Regions from separate parts of the Gossypium arboreum genome. Here all the other regions are linked to region 1. Evidence: chromatin contacts called from public Hi-C data. All regions are on one chromosome and are shown on one strand. Each heading gives the region's core, a stretch centred on a gene start, on an enhancer-like site or on the middle of the called end of the contact. The rest is flanking DNA. Distances are from core to core; before and after follow the strand shown.

Region 1 (4,634 bases), core at 1,453-3,952:
TTTATTGTTTTCCTTTTTCTTTAATAGAAAATGAAATTATTTTAATCAATAATATCATTGAGTATTGCAATTTAATTTATCCATGGCGGAGTCTAAAATAAAATTTATAATTTAATTTTCAATTAGCTTGATTCATAAAAATACTTTAAATATTTTAATGTTCTGAATAATAAAATAAATTTCATTCAACTGATCATTAAATGTGTTCACGAACTAAGTTAAATAGCAACATAATTTTTAAAATGAATTTTAAACTTCAGTAGAGGCTGAATCTAACCTACCCATATAATCATTGACTTAATAAAAAACAAAAATAAATAATTTTATTTTAACATTTTATATTTGATAATTAAATTACAAATAAAATTTTTAATTTAAACTTGGACAAGACTAGGGTGAAGCGAAACAAATTTTTATGGGGTTGAATGAAATTTTAATTTTTATAGTCTATATCTTTATAATTTTAAAATATTAAATCAATTTTTATAATTTTAGTAGAGGTCAAAGCACATTTGTACCTTTATTAATTTAAAATTTTAAAAATATTTCAAGAGCCTAAATAAAAATTTTTCATTTTAAAAAGGACTAGAGCCCCTACCAGCTCGCTGTATTCGCCTTTGGGTCAGACCATACTAACCCGAAATAATAATAATAAAAGGACTAAAATCACCATCTAAGCACATCAACATTACGGTGTTATTCTCTCGTTATCAACAAGAATAAAGAACAGTGGAAAAGCTAATGTCAAAAAATCTAACTTTTTTTTTTCAAACAATAAACAAATATTAAAAGGGAAAGAAAACCTAGTTGATACCAAGACTTTGTTGGACTCTTTCTTTATCACATGATGATAAAGTCATTTTTTTTTATATATATAAAAAAGAATACATTGATCTTATGTCATTACTTCCCAAACATTATTAAGAAAAACATAAAAAAAAGGGTTAATCTAATATTTATATATTAATGAATTAACAAGATCTGGTTAGACCACCATATGGCAGGATATTGTATTGAGAAATAAGTCAAGTTAGAAAGTAAAAGACAAATGAACGTTTTTATTTTTTTGAAGGTGAGGTCTGGGAAAGGGGAAATTTTCTACCCTTACTATATTCAGTTGGACCCTCTCTCTCTTCATGTTCATTTGAGTGATAAAATAAGGTTGAAAAATAGATTTATTTTCATAATGATTAATTAATAGTTTTTTTAAATTAATAACATAAATTATGTAAATTAAATTTTAAACCGATTCTATTAAGTTTTGTATAATGAAAAACTTTAATACTGAATAAAAGAATTACTTAATCCCTTATTTCCCAAGTTTGTTGCCTTTAAGCCCCAAAAGTGTTGAGTAAAATGGAAGGAAACTTTTTTTTTTTTTTTGAACGATAAATGAAAGGAAACTTCATAACAAACATAAAACGACAAATTAATAAATATATTTTATACTGAAAGAAGAAAGAAGAAAGAAAGAAAGAAAAGAATGAAACGTGTAAAGAATGCGTGTAAGGGTGAATGGTATGCATATGCTTTTACCGACTTTAATGTTTAAATACCAAATGCTAGGAAACACGCTTAAACGTTATCATCAGAATCGGTGGATAAAAGCATATATATCCTGTGGTAAATATAAATATGATTATTATGCTTAAAAGTGTTGTCATTTCATATCTTTTTTTATTAAAATTTATATTTAAACTGCATAATTCTATAACTTATTTAAAATTATACTATAAAATTATAATATAATCATTATTTAATTTGTTATTAGTGTATACAGTTAATACATTAAATATTAATCTTTTTATTAGATTTGTATCGTATTTAAAACTATAACTCCATAATAAATTATATATTTCAATTTATACTAATAAATTAAAACATGAAATGTGGCATATTATCAAACATTATATATATATATTAATTTTTTATGAAATAAAATAAAATTGACAGCTTAAGTAATTCAAGGTTACTAAGCCTTTTATCTCGTATGCCTTCTAAGTGTCCCATAAATATTATAATAACTTTATTTAAAAAGTAAATTTTATCTAAAATTATTGTCTTTTAACCGTATCATAAAAGATAAATAAGAATAGAAAATACCTTATTAGGAAAGTATTTTAAAATTAAAGCTTAATCATTTAATTAATTTGACTTTTATCTTTTTTAATTAAATTTCACCTTTAACATTTTAAAAATAGTCAAATCACTTTTTAAACAAAATGTTACTAAAATATTAATTTTTTAACAATGTTAACGTAAATTAACAACTTACATAACAATTCAAATATTCTTTCAAGCTAATATAATACTATTTATTTTATATACCATGTCAAAAATAATTAAAAATATTTAAAATTCAAAATATTCATAAAAATGGAAAATTTTGATGTTGATTACCATTCAAATTGTCACGTTTAAGAATTTAATATTTTAATAAATATTTTCAATTAAAAAATAATTTAACACTTTCTAAAAGCTTGATAATTAAATTAAATTTTTTTTAAAAATTAAGGAACAAATTTAACTTCAAAAAATAAAATATTAAAGACAAAATTTGACATTATGCCTAGAATTAATAATTAAAAATAATATAAACTAAAATTAATTTATAAACACGAATTAAATAAATTTAAAAGATTCTATAAAAGAATATAAAAACAAAAATAAAAATAAAAAGAGGAGAAAGGAAAGAAAAGGAAGACCAACACAGCACATCACCTTTGAACATCTATGATTGAGCATAACCACCTGTCCATTGTCTTAGACCAAATAAATAAATAAATAAACCGTCTATTAAAAAGAAATTCATAGCAAACCAAATAGAAAAAGAAAAAGAAAAAGAAAAAGCTTACCTCTCTGTCTGTCTCCCCCACTCAGTGCTTTGACGGCTGCCATTAACGCGTGTCGCTACTGCTTCAGGCGAGGCCCCTTCCAGATCTGAGCCCTCCCAAGAACTCCACTCATCATTTCCTCACATCTCTCTTTTTTATTATTATTCTTTCTTGGCTTCGGATTTGTATTTTGGATTTCCGAAAAAATATGGAGTCGGAGCAGCGTTTGAAGCGGAAGAGGATCTACAGGCCCTACACCCGAGCTCAGTTTTTGTCACGGAGGTCCTTAATCTTGTGCCTTTCTTTCTTCGTTTTCCTCATGTTCTTGTCTTCGGAGAGGTTCCCGATCCGAACGGTGTCGTTTCACCCAGTTGTGAGCGTCCCCAGTCTTTCTATCCTCTCCAAAAATTCCCTTCAAGATTCTTTTCATGCTAAGTTACGGTTTCCTTTGAGCGTCGAAGACCGAGTTTTGTTCCCCGATCACTTGCTCCTGCTTGTATCCGACAAGATCGATGAAGCTGAAAAGTTGGACTGTGTTTACCACAAGGTTTTGAATCATAAGGATGTTGTTCGTCAACGGGTTTTGTCTGTGGATGAATTCGATGGATTTCGATCGGTTGTTAGGTGCCCTCTTCCAGCATGGAATTACTCGGTTGCTGCGGGTTTGATGTGGCGAGGACATGGGGTTGATTATAGTTTGTCTTTGAGGAGTAATCGGACGGTTCATTCGTGGGATAGATTGGTTTATGAAGCGGCATTCGATGGGAAAACTGCCGTTGTTTTCGCTAAAGGGTTGAATCTTCGACCACATAAAGAATCTGATCCGAATAGGTTCATGTGCCAATTTGGTTTGAAGAATTCGGATGAAGAAGATGAAGGGTTTGTGGTATTGACTGAAGCAATAGTGGCTGCACAGGAGGTGGTTAGGTGTTCATTGCCCAGCAGTATAAGAAATAATCCGGACTCGGCTCAGGGGATTCGAGTTACAGTTGTTCTTGCCAGCAGGAATGATGTCAAACTTGTACGGATGCCATCTGCAGTTAGATTTCGCAATTCCAGATCCTATGATTACAGGAGGAATCGGATGAGGCATAAGGAGAACATTGCTATGCCTTCTGTAGCTAAACTATACAATTCGAAGTCTTACCAGACAAAAAGGAATGACGGGAAATTCGAGCTTTGTGCCTGCACCATGCTCTGGAACCAGGCACCGGCACTGCGGGAGTGGATTATGTACCATACCTGGCTCGGAGTTGAACGTTGGTTCATTTATGACAATAATAGTGATGATGGAATTCAAGATGTTATCGAAGAACTTGATTTTCAAGACTATAATGTTAGCAGACATACCTGGCCATGGATTAAAACTCAAGAGGCAGGATTTTCACATTGTGCTTTGAGAGCAAGAAATGAGTGTAAATGGGTAGGATTCTTCGATGTCGATGAGTTCTACTACTTCCCTCGTCATCACCGGAGAGGGTTACCAGGTCAGAATTTACTAAGATCCCTAGTAGCAAATTACTCGTCATCACGGATGATTGCAGAGATAAGAACAGCTTGTCACAGCTTTGGACCATCCGGATTGAGCTCACCACCATTGCAAGGAGTAACTGTAGGTTACACTTGCCGGCTCCAAAGCCCTGAGCGACACAAATCCATTGTACGCCCTGATTTGCTCAACGAAACTCTTCTCAATGTGGTGCACCACTTCCAGCTGAAAAAGGGATTTAGGTACCTGAATGTACCCGAAAGTTCTATCATAATAAACCACTACAAGTACCAGGTATGGGAGACCTTTAG
Region 2 (4,634 bases), core at 1,077-3,576, 500 kb before region 1:
AAACAAATATAAATCACGAAAATCACCATTGTTTCTAGAAGTGAAAAAAAGAGAGATCAAAACAAATAGCTGGGGTATTCAAAGAAATTGGCAAAAGCAGAAGGAAAAGATTGGTGTTTGATTAAATTCCCTTTGTAAAGATCATAGGATTCCCAAATATGATCAAGAGGGCACGGGTTTCCACCATCCAGTCGAACCCATGGCTTCCCTTTCCCACTCCAATGCAACAAGCTGACCGGACCCGGATGCAACGACCGACATGAACCTCGTATATTGTCCCCTCCAAGCCCATGTTGGTTCCATCTATGATCAATGCCTTCTACATTCCCAGCAAATACCAGCAAATAGGGTGGCAATGAGCCCAACTCGTATATCTTTTTTTTCCTTTGTATTTCCATCCAATTCTCTATTCTTTTCCTGTAATTCCCTTCTCTCCAACGCACTAAATCCATTACCATTACTCCCGTGTTGAAATAACACGGCTTTCTGGAGCGGAAAACCCGGGATATTACCGGGTCCGACCAGAACCCGGCCGTGAAATACTTGGTGAAGTTTGCATGGCAGTATTCGGGTGCGCCGATGACTCGAGAGTTGGTCAACGTTGTGTTCCAGAGTTTGAGGATGTCATCGACGAGGACCAGGTCTGAGTCGAGATAAATGACTCGGTCTACTTGGAGATCCAACATGTCCCCGAGGTAGTTCCGAGCGTAGTTCAGTGGGTTCTCGAGGGCTTGCCGGATTGAAGAAGAGATCAAGTTGATCACTGTGTCTTCGCGGAAGATGTAGATTCTGAAGTTGAGTGAAGGGAATGTGGAGCGAACGAGTTTGCTCAAGACTCTTGGACTCGCGGGGTCGAACACGGCGGCAATGAAGTGAAAGAAGATGTTTTCAGGACACGAAGCGTGGCGGACGACGGAGTGGATGGCGGCGATCGACCCCCGCAAGTATTCAAAGTCTAAAGTCATTGCCACTTGGACTAAATTGCGGTCGCCGGAGGAAACCGGACACTCCACTCCGTTACGGTAATACGGTGCCTCCGGAAACCGGAACCCCAACCCATCTCCTCCGACTGTGGTCCGAATAGCAAGACAAAACCATACCGTGAGCAAGAAATGAAGAAGTAAAAGGGCGGCCGCATATAAAATAAAACGCATTATTCTTCAAAAAAGAAAAAAACCAAGAAAAAGAGAGACCGTTTCTTTTCAACTTTCAGTCGAAAAATAAGAAGATTATGGTCTTCGGCTTCATTGTAAGCGAAAACGCAGCTTATTGAAGGATCATTGTTATTACCCAATAGGAGTGTTTGGATTTTTTTCCTGCATAAGGGTTGGGTCTTTTGTGTTTTAAATGACAAATGAGGAAACTGGAGATGGAAGAAAAGAATGGGATGTTGCACCATCGGAGATTTCTTCAAATATCCTTTTTTATGCTTTGTTTCGGAATATGTAGATTTGGGCAAATATTTTTCTTTCTTTTTTTTTTTTTAATCAAGATTCTGTTGGTTGGGACGTTGGTTGGGACGTTGATGGCCTTTTAAAATGAGATAATTTTTTAACAAACTTTTTTTTTCCCTCTTCCATTCTGTTATCCTTCAAGTGTTCATATATCTGCATTTTGCTAAATGGGACCTCCTCCCCTGTCAACCGAAAAGCAAGGAGGTTGGGGTTAAAGCCGTTTTAGTTCAAAAAGGATACTTGGGGCCAACAGGACTCCCTGTCAGTAAAACCCAAACTGAGCCGTTCGATCTTTGCATAAACAGGTCTAGAGTGGCAGGCAGCTATTGAATGGGGTTAAGGCAAAGTACACACTAATCATTTCTCACACACCTACGCGCAAGCTTCCTCTTTCTTTGTGGAAAAACTATCTTCCCAGTAAAGACCAGGATATATTAATACTGGATGTGCCGTGCCAACAGAGCTGTGAGACCTATGATCGCATTCACATGTTCACGGACCGCATCTTTGCCCAGCTTGTTTGGTTCGCTACTAAATTAGGACTTGGTATTGATGGTTTCTCCATATTCCAAAATTGTATCCCATGAGCACGATTTTCCTACTAGCTACTGGCTTGTATTCAAATCAGTCGAGGAGTTAGTGACCACTTGTGTGAAAGACTTCTTCAGCAATAACCCCCTGGAGATCTCTATCAATAATGAGATTAACAGCACGACCGGTTTGATACTCACCTTACAGGAACATACGAAGCTACGGAGGTATATGGCAACTCAAGCCAACCGGGTACTGCCTCTGCTTATAGTAGTGAATGTTCGTATCTTTGCTGACTGTTAAGACTTGTAAATTCGGGAAACATTATATTAAAAGATTCCTCGTTGATTCAATTTTCATGTAGCGACATGGATCATTAATTTCAGGTAAAGCTAATAAAGAATGAATCTGACGAAACTTACCTTTGAGCTATAAATGAGAGAGCATAAAAGCTCTTCTCCATTTGAAGAAAAGAATAATCATGCATTGCTTCTCTCAGAAATGCAACCTATTTAATCAAATCATAGGTAATGTAAAACCGTGGGATAAACCACAACATTACACATAACAACTCCGTCCATAATCTATAGAGAGGAACCAAATAAAGTATTCTATACAAATACAAATAGAAGTGCAAAATCAAATTGATAGCCGGGAAATCAGATCACCTTCCCTAGCTGCTTTATTTCTTTTCAGTCTTGCAAGATTGATTGGTGGGCAACGAATTAAAAATTAGTGAACTCACTCCAGAGAAGCCTCAAACTATGGAAGTGTAGCTCTTACTTCTTTCCTATCTGCTCCAAATGACTGCGGATGAAACAAAATGATAACAATAATATTAAATCAGACAGAGACCATTCCAGTGACCTTTGGATCATTCATTCATTTATTGAACAGGTTGAATCAGATTATTCAGTTACAAAATAATATTAAATATGAATATTCATGCATTACTTCTCTCACAAATGCAACCTATTTATTGAACATTTAGTCGCTGAACTTTTTCTTGGTCCATATTAGTCTTGAAACTTAAAAGGTTTTCCCGATTTGTCCCTGAACTTGGATTCGAAATCATGTCACATCATTGCCTAAACTTTTTTTAAAAACTTTTAAAACATTTTATATTTTTCTAATAATTATCTTTGTGCTTTTTCAAGATTTTATATATATTTTAAAAAATTTTCAAGTAATGATCTCAGAGTACCATGTCATCACTTTAATGGAATCTAAGTTCGGGGACCAAATTGGGAATAGTTATCAAGTTCCAGGACTAATGATTCAAGGATCAAATTGCGAAAAATTACAAGTTAAGAGACTAAATGTTGCTTTATTTCTAAATATGTATTTAATTTAATAAATATGGGTACTAAGAAGTTAAAAGTTCAAATTTAATAACTTACAAAAATAGTTTTAATTAAAAATCAATTTTTTATCATTCTTTTCAAATTATTATCAGTTGAATGGACTTGCTAGAAGGATAAGGTTCTTATCTCACGGTAAGCAATCATGTAAGCAAAAATTCAAAATTTACTGACGAATTGAATTAAGAAACCTTAGCGAAGATAATGATAGGCAAATACTGTAAATGTATTTATATCTTAAGCAAATGATTCTGACCTCAACACCCAAACCTTTCGCATACACATTTGTGAAGAGTTCAGAAGGTTCAGGCATTGGACTTTCCTAAAAAGGAAAAAAGAAGAATTTTAGTATCCACAAATAACTAAACAAAACTTCAGTAAACATAAAATACAAATAAACTCATTAAAAAAAAAAAAAACTCAGAATGAAAGCAGCAAAAAATTTCTAACCTTAGCTTGAGCAATTGCATCATCTACCTCTTTTCTCACTTCCTTTTCAACATCCTGAAATATTTTCCATATTTTGATATTTTCACTACCCAAAACAATACATAACAACATTTGAATGCTGATAGTTCCAAAAGTGACTCAAATACCTTCAACTCTTTTTCAGTAGCTAGATCATGAGACAATATCAGCTTCCTGATTCTTTCAATTGGATCACGCTCCTAGAAACATACATCTAGAATGTCAGTTTTGTATTACTTGATTAAATTACAAGAATAAATTGATTAAATTACAAGAATAAATATTTAATATTTAACAAATAAGTCCTCGAGAAAGTAACATGAATTGTGTATCAACCTGTCTAACACCACTAATCTCATCACGTGTTCGATAGGTGCTTCCAGGATCAGACATGGAGTGGCCGTGATACCTGTATGTGTCCATTTCAAGAATCTGCTCACAAGCAACAGGAATAAAAAATATGTCAATTATGCAATGAAATATTGAAAGTAGCATGAAATTTCCGACAGGAAGTAGAAGCAAATAAACATGCCTCATCATTACTAAAAACATCCATGAACTTCAGAATCATATATCTTCGGTATAAAGTAAATTTTTCACAACTTTAAACCTATGTCATTCAGACTCGGGTATGTGTCTGATATGGTTATGTTGAATTTTGAAGTTTTTCTATATATTTTGCGGGCCCCTTGGAGGGTCATATCGTCATAAGTCATCTATTCACAAATAAGCATTGAAAATGGGCATCGCCAATAAGTACTTCAAGAAAAATGAAGAGTTTAAGCAATATAGCTTTAAACACATTTGTGAGTTACAGAAG
Region 3 (4,634 bases), core at 768-3,267, 280 kb before region 1:
ACAAGTTAAGCTGACTTGGATTGATTAGATTCGAGATAAACAGATAATAGATGAGACGGTAGGTGTGTGATTCTATCAGGTTGAGAGTGGTACTACTGCAAATTTTGGATTGAATAGTAATGGTATTATGTACTTTCGAGGTCGGATTTGTGTGTCGAATGATTTTGATCTGAGGCAGTCTATTCTGAGGGAGGCGCATAGTAGCCCTTACGCTATTCATCTCGGTAGTAATAAGATGTATTGCGAACTTCGCGAGTTGTACTGGTAGCCGAGTTTGAAGCGTGAGGTTACTGACTTTATGGCTCGATGTCTGACGTGCCAACAAGTTAAGGCTATACACCAGTTGTCTTCGGGTTTATTGCAGCCAGTCAAGATTCCCTTATGGAAATGGGAACGAGTAACTATGGATTTTGTTAGTGGGTTGCCCCTGACACCCACTAAGAAGGATTCTGTTTGGGTCATCGTGGATCAATTGACCAAGTCTGCTCACTTCATTCTGGTTCGAGCTGATTACTCTCTACAAAAGCTAGCGAAGTTGTACATTTCTAAGATTGTAAGACTGCATGAGATCCCTGTCTCGATCATTTCCGATAGAGATCCTCGCTTCACTTCTCAATTCTGTAAGAAATTACACGAGGCTCTGGGTTCAAGGTTGGACTTCAGTACTACGTTCCATCCTTAGACCGATGGTCAATCTGAGACGGTGATTTAGATACTGGAGGATATGTGTTGGAGTTGCGTGATTGATTTCCAAGATAGTTGGGAGGATTATCTGCCACTAACTGAGTTTGCCTATAATAACAGTTTCCAAGCTACTATTTAGATGGCATCTTATAAGGCTTTGTATGGTCATAAGTGTCGTACTCCGTTGTGTTGGACTGATTCGGGCGAACATCGAGTTTTGGGTCCTGAATTGGTTTCCGAGACTGTTTATCCATAAATGAATATGTTTGGCATTTAATTACACGTGCATATGAATATTTTATAAATTGACTGTAGTTGCTCTAACAACAACTGTAGCACCTTGTAACTTAAACCCGACGACCGGGTCGGGCGAGGGGTTTTATAGATAACTAGTGAGCCAATATTTGCTTTTATTTTGCTTTGCATGTAATAAACATTGATGATAATATACAAGGGTACTAATGCAATTTATAAATATTTTTATTAAATCAATTTGTTTGAAAAATACAAGTATACAAAATGAATATATTACATTTAGGGCACTAGATCCAGCAATAACTTTTTTATTAATTCATTTACTCACTTGCTGTTCACCTAGCCCTTTTAATGAATTATTATTTCACTAATTCACTTATTACTATTGGCATCAATATTCTCTTATTGAATCTTCTTCTAATCTATCACTACTTGCACTTGTCATCAATGCCATTCTATTCATATCTTTTTTAGCTCACATTGAAATTTTACTTCCAATTATCAATAATTGTAACATTTAGCCCTTAGTAAACTCTAGCAAAATTCATTTGGATACTCGAGATTTCAACCAAACACTATACACTAATTTGCACTAAAGTTGTAACCAACCTTACACCAAATCACTTAAGGTCCTCACTATACACTTGCGTGTTATGCTATATGGCATGAATATTTGTCTTCACACTAAACACTGTCTTCAAAACAAAGCATGTACATATTTATTAGTATGCTAATTGTGCCCCTACTATTTCACTAAGTTTACTAGGACATTGCACTTTTAAGGTTGTTTGTCACATTTTCAAAATCTATATTGTACACCATTACCACACAATAACTCATGTACACATAATTACATATACATTTCTAATATTATTTGTTTTAAAAGCCATTAATGATCACTTGTTTATTAAGTATTACTTTGTGCATTTTACTGATTCATTTATCACTATATGAACACTTTACTCATCATTGTAATTTAGTAGTTCATTTATTTTGAAATAATTTGATAAAATATATATATATATATATATATTTTTTTTTTTTTGAAGTAAAGAAATCCTGATACCAAAAAAAAATCTAGTGTAACGCTGGCTGAAGTAGATAACAAAACGAAGCAAAGATATTCTGTTATTTATATATAACAAAATAAATATTCAAACCGCCGGCGGTTCAATTTTGTATTGGTTGGTATCCAAATGGATTGTCCAGTGGTGTAAGTAACTCGGTCTACAATAACGCTAAGCAACTCCCGCCATGAACACTCTCTCAATCCTCACTCTTCCTTCTCTATTCCGACAAACCAAACACTCCCAATTCCCTCACTTCCGCTGCATTTCTCAATCCCTACCTTTCCCTCGCCCTTCTTCCATCTTCTCTCCGCTTTCTTTTCGTCTCTCTTTCAAATCCCCTCGCTCTCCCTTCTCCGCTGAGCCCCAACTCTCTGAAGAGGAACTCGAAGATGACGAAGACGACGATGATTTTGAAGCTGCGGATGAATACGACGAATACGAAGACATTTCCGGTGAAGTTTCCGACCATGTCCAACCGAGCGAAGACGAAGATGAAGACGATACCGAAAACGAAAAAGAAATCTCAGTGGATTCATCCAACTGGCAGAAAGAATCCACTTGGCAACGAGTTGAAAAGCTTTGTAATCTAGTTAAGGAATTGGGGGAGGAAATGATTGACGTCGATGCACTCGCTGATATTTACGATTTTCGCATTGATAAATTTCAGGTTCCTTATTTTTAATATGTTCTTTAAAGAAAAAAAGAAGAAGAATTTGAAGTTCTAATGATCTTGCCCTTGTATTTTGAAGAGAATGGCGATAGAAGCGTTTTTAAGGGGTTCGTCTGTGGTGGTTTCAGCGCCCACCAGCAGCGGAAAGACTTTAATTGCGGAAGCTGCTGCCGTGGCGACGGTAGCCAGGAGGAGGAGGTTATTCTATACAACCCCGCTTAAGGCATTATCCAATCAAAAGTTTCGACAGTTTAGGTAATTAGAGCTATTTTCTTCCCCTCTCAACATGCATAATGAATTATAGTTTTCGTTTTTTATTATGTTTTTCAAATAATTTTAAGTTTCATTACTTTGTAAGTGGTTTTGGGTTGAAACATGCTATTAATGCATTAAAATTTAAAATTTAAACCTCACCATAATTGTAGAGTTCATATGGCCTCCAGGCTCCAAATAACTTTCAAGGGGCCCTGCCACTATAAATAGTGGGATTGGGTCATGCTTACATTGTAGTGCAAATAATTATAGGTGATATGAACCCTTCGAGCTGATATAGTGATCTTTGTTGTTTTAGGGAGACATTTGGGGATAATAATGTGGGCCTTCTCACAGGAGATTCTGCTGTCAACAAGGATGCTCAGATTTTAGTCTTGACTACAGAGATTCTGCGGAACATGTTGTATAATAGGTACTTCGGATAACAGTTTCAAGAATTTCATGGTATGAGTGGTGGAAGAATTGTACTTGGTATTTCCAAAGCATAAGCATGACATTTGTGCAGCTTTGATGTGAATGGCACCAGTATCTAGTGCATATTAATTAGTCACTGTATTATATACTTTTATGTATTAAGTATGGTATATCACTTTGCAACTTGTGGTAGCAATTTCTACGTTCATCTAGGTATTTCATGTTTCAATTTCAAGTTGCTACCTCCATAAGTTTCCTTCTTAATGTTCTTGTTAAGTGGTAATTTTAAGCATGTCGGTTTTGGATATGTTGATGCAGTGTTGGAATGGCTTCTTCTGGGAGTGGTCTTTTTCATGTTGATGTGATTGTTCTTGATGAGGTTCATTATTTAAGTGACATATCTCGGGGTACTGTGTGGGAGGAGATTGTGAGTTTATCTGATTTTTGAATCTCATTTATATCTAGAATGTCAATGGCAAAACATTTTCACCAAGTTCTGAAATATTTTCAGGTGATTTATTGCCCTAAAGAAGTTCAACTTATATGCTTGTCAGCGACAGTTGCTAATCCAGATGAGCTAGCTGGTTGGATTAGTCAGGTACCATTCCTTGTCTTATTATATCATATGTTTCAGCACTGATATTAGTTCAGATGTTTGAGAGTTGTCATGATATCTACTATCTGTATCTTTCTTTGCTTTTGTTTGTCTGCTCTACCTCTTGGGTTCACAAACTCAAAATGGATGTTCTGGTGAAGTGTGTATGCCTTAATCTCGATATTGGAGTTGAAGTGTTACTACTCTTCTGCATTTTGGCTTTTCCTCCATGATGAAATTTATTTCTTTTTTCTACTGCTTGTTACACTTCTTGATGTACCTTTTTTCACATTGCTTGATTACTAAAAAAAGATCATGTGCAATATATTGTCTGGTCAAGCATGATCTCATGGGGCTTGATTTGATGTCTCAGTGTATTAATTTGCTGGACTTGGCATCCTGTGCCAAGATGAGCTTTGTCAGAAGTGCATATGTTCTAGTCTTAGTTTGTAATTTTGATATTTCACCAAGCATGTAATATTGGTTGTGGACTCCATTGAGTTAAACTTGTTTTATTTATTTATATTTTGGGTGAAGGCGGTTTTGAACCTAGTGCTGTGCCAAATGGTTTGGGTAAATTTGTTTTTATTTGCCATCAGCTTAACTTAACTGACCCTTAAATCTCAAAGTTGCTTTGTCATTTTCTTGAGGAAAGTTCAGCCTATATTTATTT

Evidence for each region. Hi-C and Micro-C count contacts between places; a contact is called where the count stands out from the background.
Region 2: a Hi-C map of leaf shows a contact between it and region 1, with 3 times the contacts expected there. The contact joins the promoter of LOC108453320 here to the promoter of LOC108453243 in region 1. A contact is called at or near these places in 2 of 5 Hi-C or Micro-C datasets (both in leaf).
Region 3: a contact with region 1 is called in a Hi-C map of leaf, with 4 times the contacts expected there. The contact joins the promoter of LOC108453710 here to the promoter of LOC108453243 in region 1. A contact is called at or near these places in 2 of 5 Hi-C or Micro-C datasets (both in leaf).

What each region holds. Positions count from the first base shown.
Region 1 is chr5:68,361,599-68,366,232 of ASM2569848v2, forward strand. It overlaps LOC108453243 (glycosyltransferase family 92 protein RCOM_0530710), which reads left to right and starts at 2,703. Exons shown (of 1, transcript XM_017751238.2): 1 at 2,703-4,634. The coding sequence starts at 3,043.
Region 2 is chr5:67,861,433-67,866,066 of ASM2569848v2, forward strand. It overlaps LOC108453320 (probable galacturonosyltransferase-like 9), which reads right to left and starts at 2,327. Exons shown (of 1, transcript XM_017751349.2): 1 at 10-2,327. The coding sequence starts at 1,154. The coding sequence ends at 57. It overlaps LOC108450833 (pyruvate dehydrogenase E1 component subunit alpha, mitochondrial), which reads right to left. Exons shown (of 8, transcript XM_017748606.2): 4 at 4,151-4,246; 5 at 3,943-4,014; 6 at 3,797-3,850; 7 at 3,603-3,668; 8 at 2,476-2,792. The coding sequence ends at 2,748.
Region 3 is chr5:68,077,492-68,082,125 of ASM2569848v2, forward strand. It overlaps LOC108453710 (DExH-box ATP-dependent RNA helicase DExH15 chloroplastic), which reads left to right and starts at 2,018. Exons shown (of 8, transcript XM_017751979.2): 1 at 2,018-2,676; 2 at 2,759-2,934; 3 at 3,251-3,364; 4 at 3,685-3,793; 5 at 3,878-3,964. The coding sequence starts at 2,194.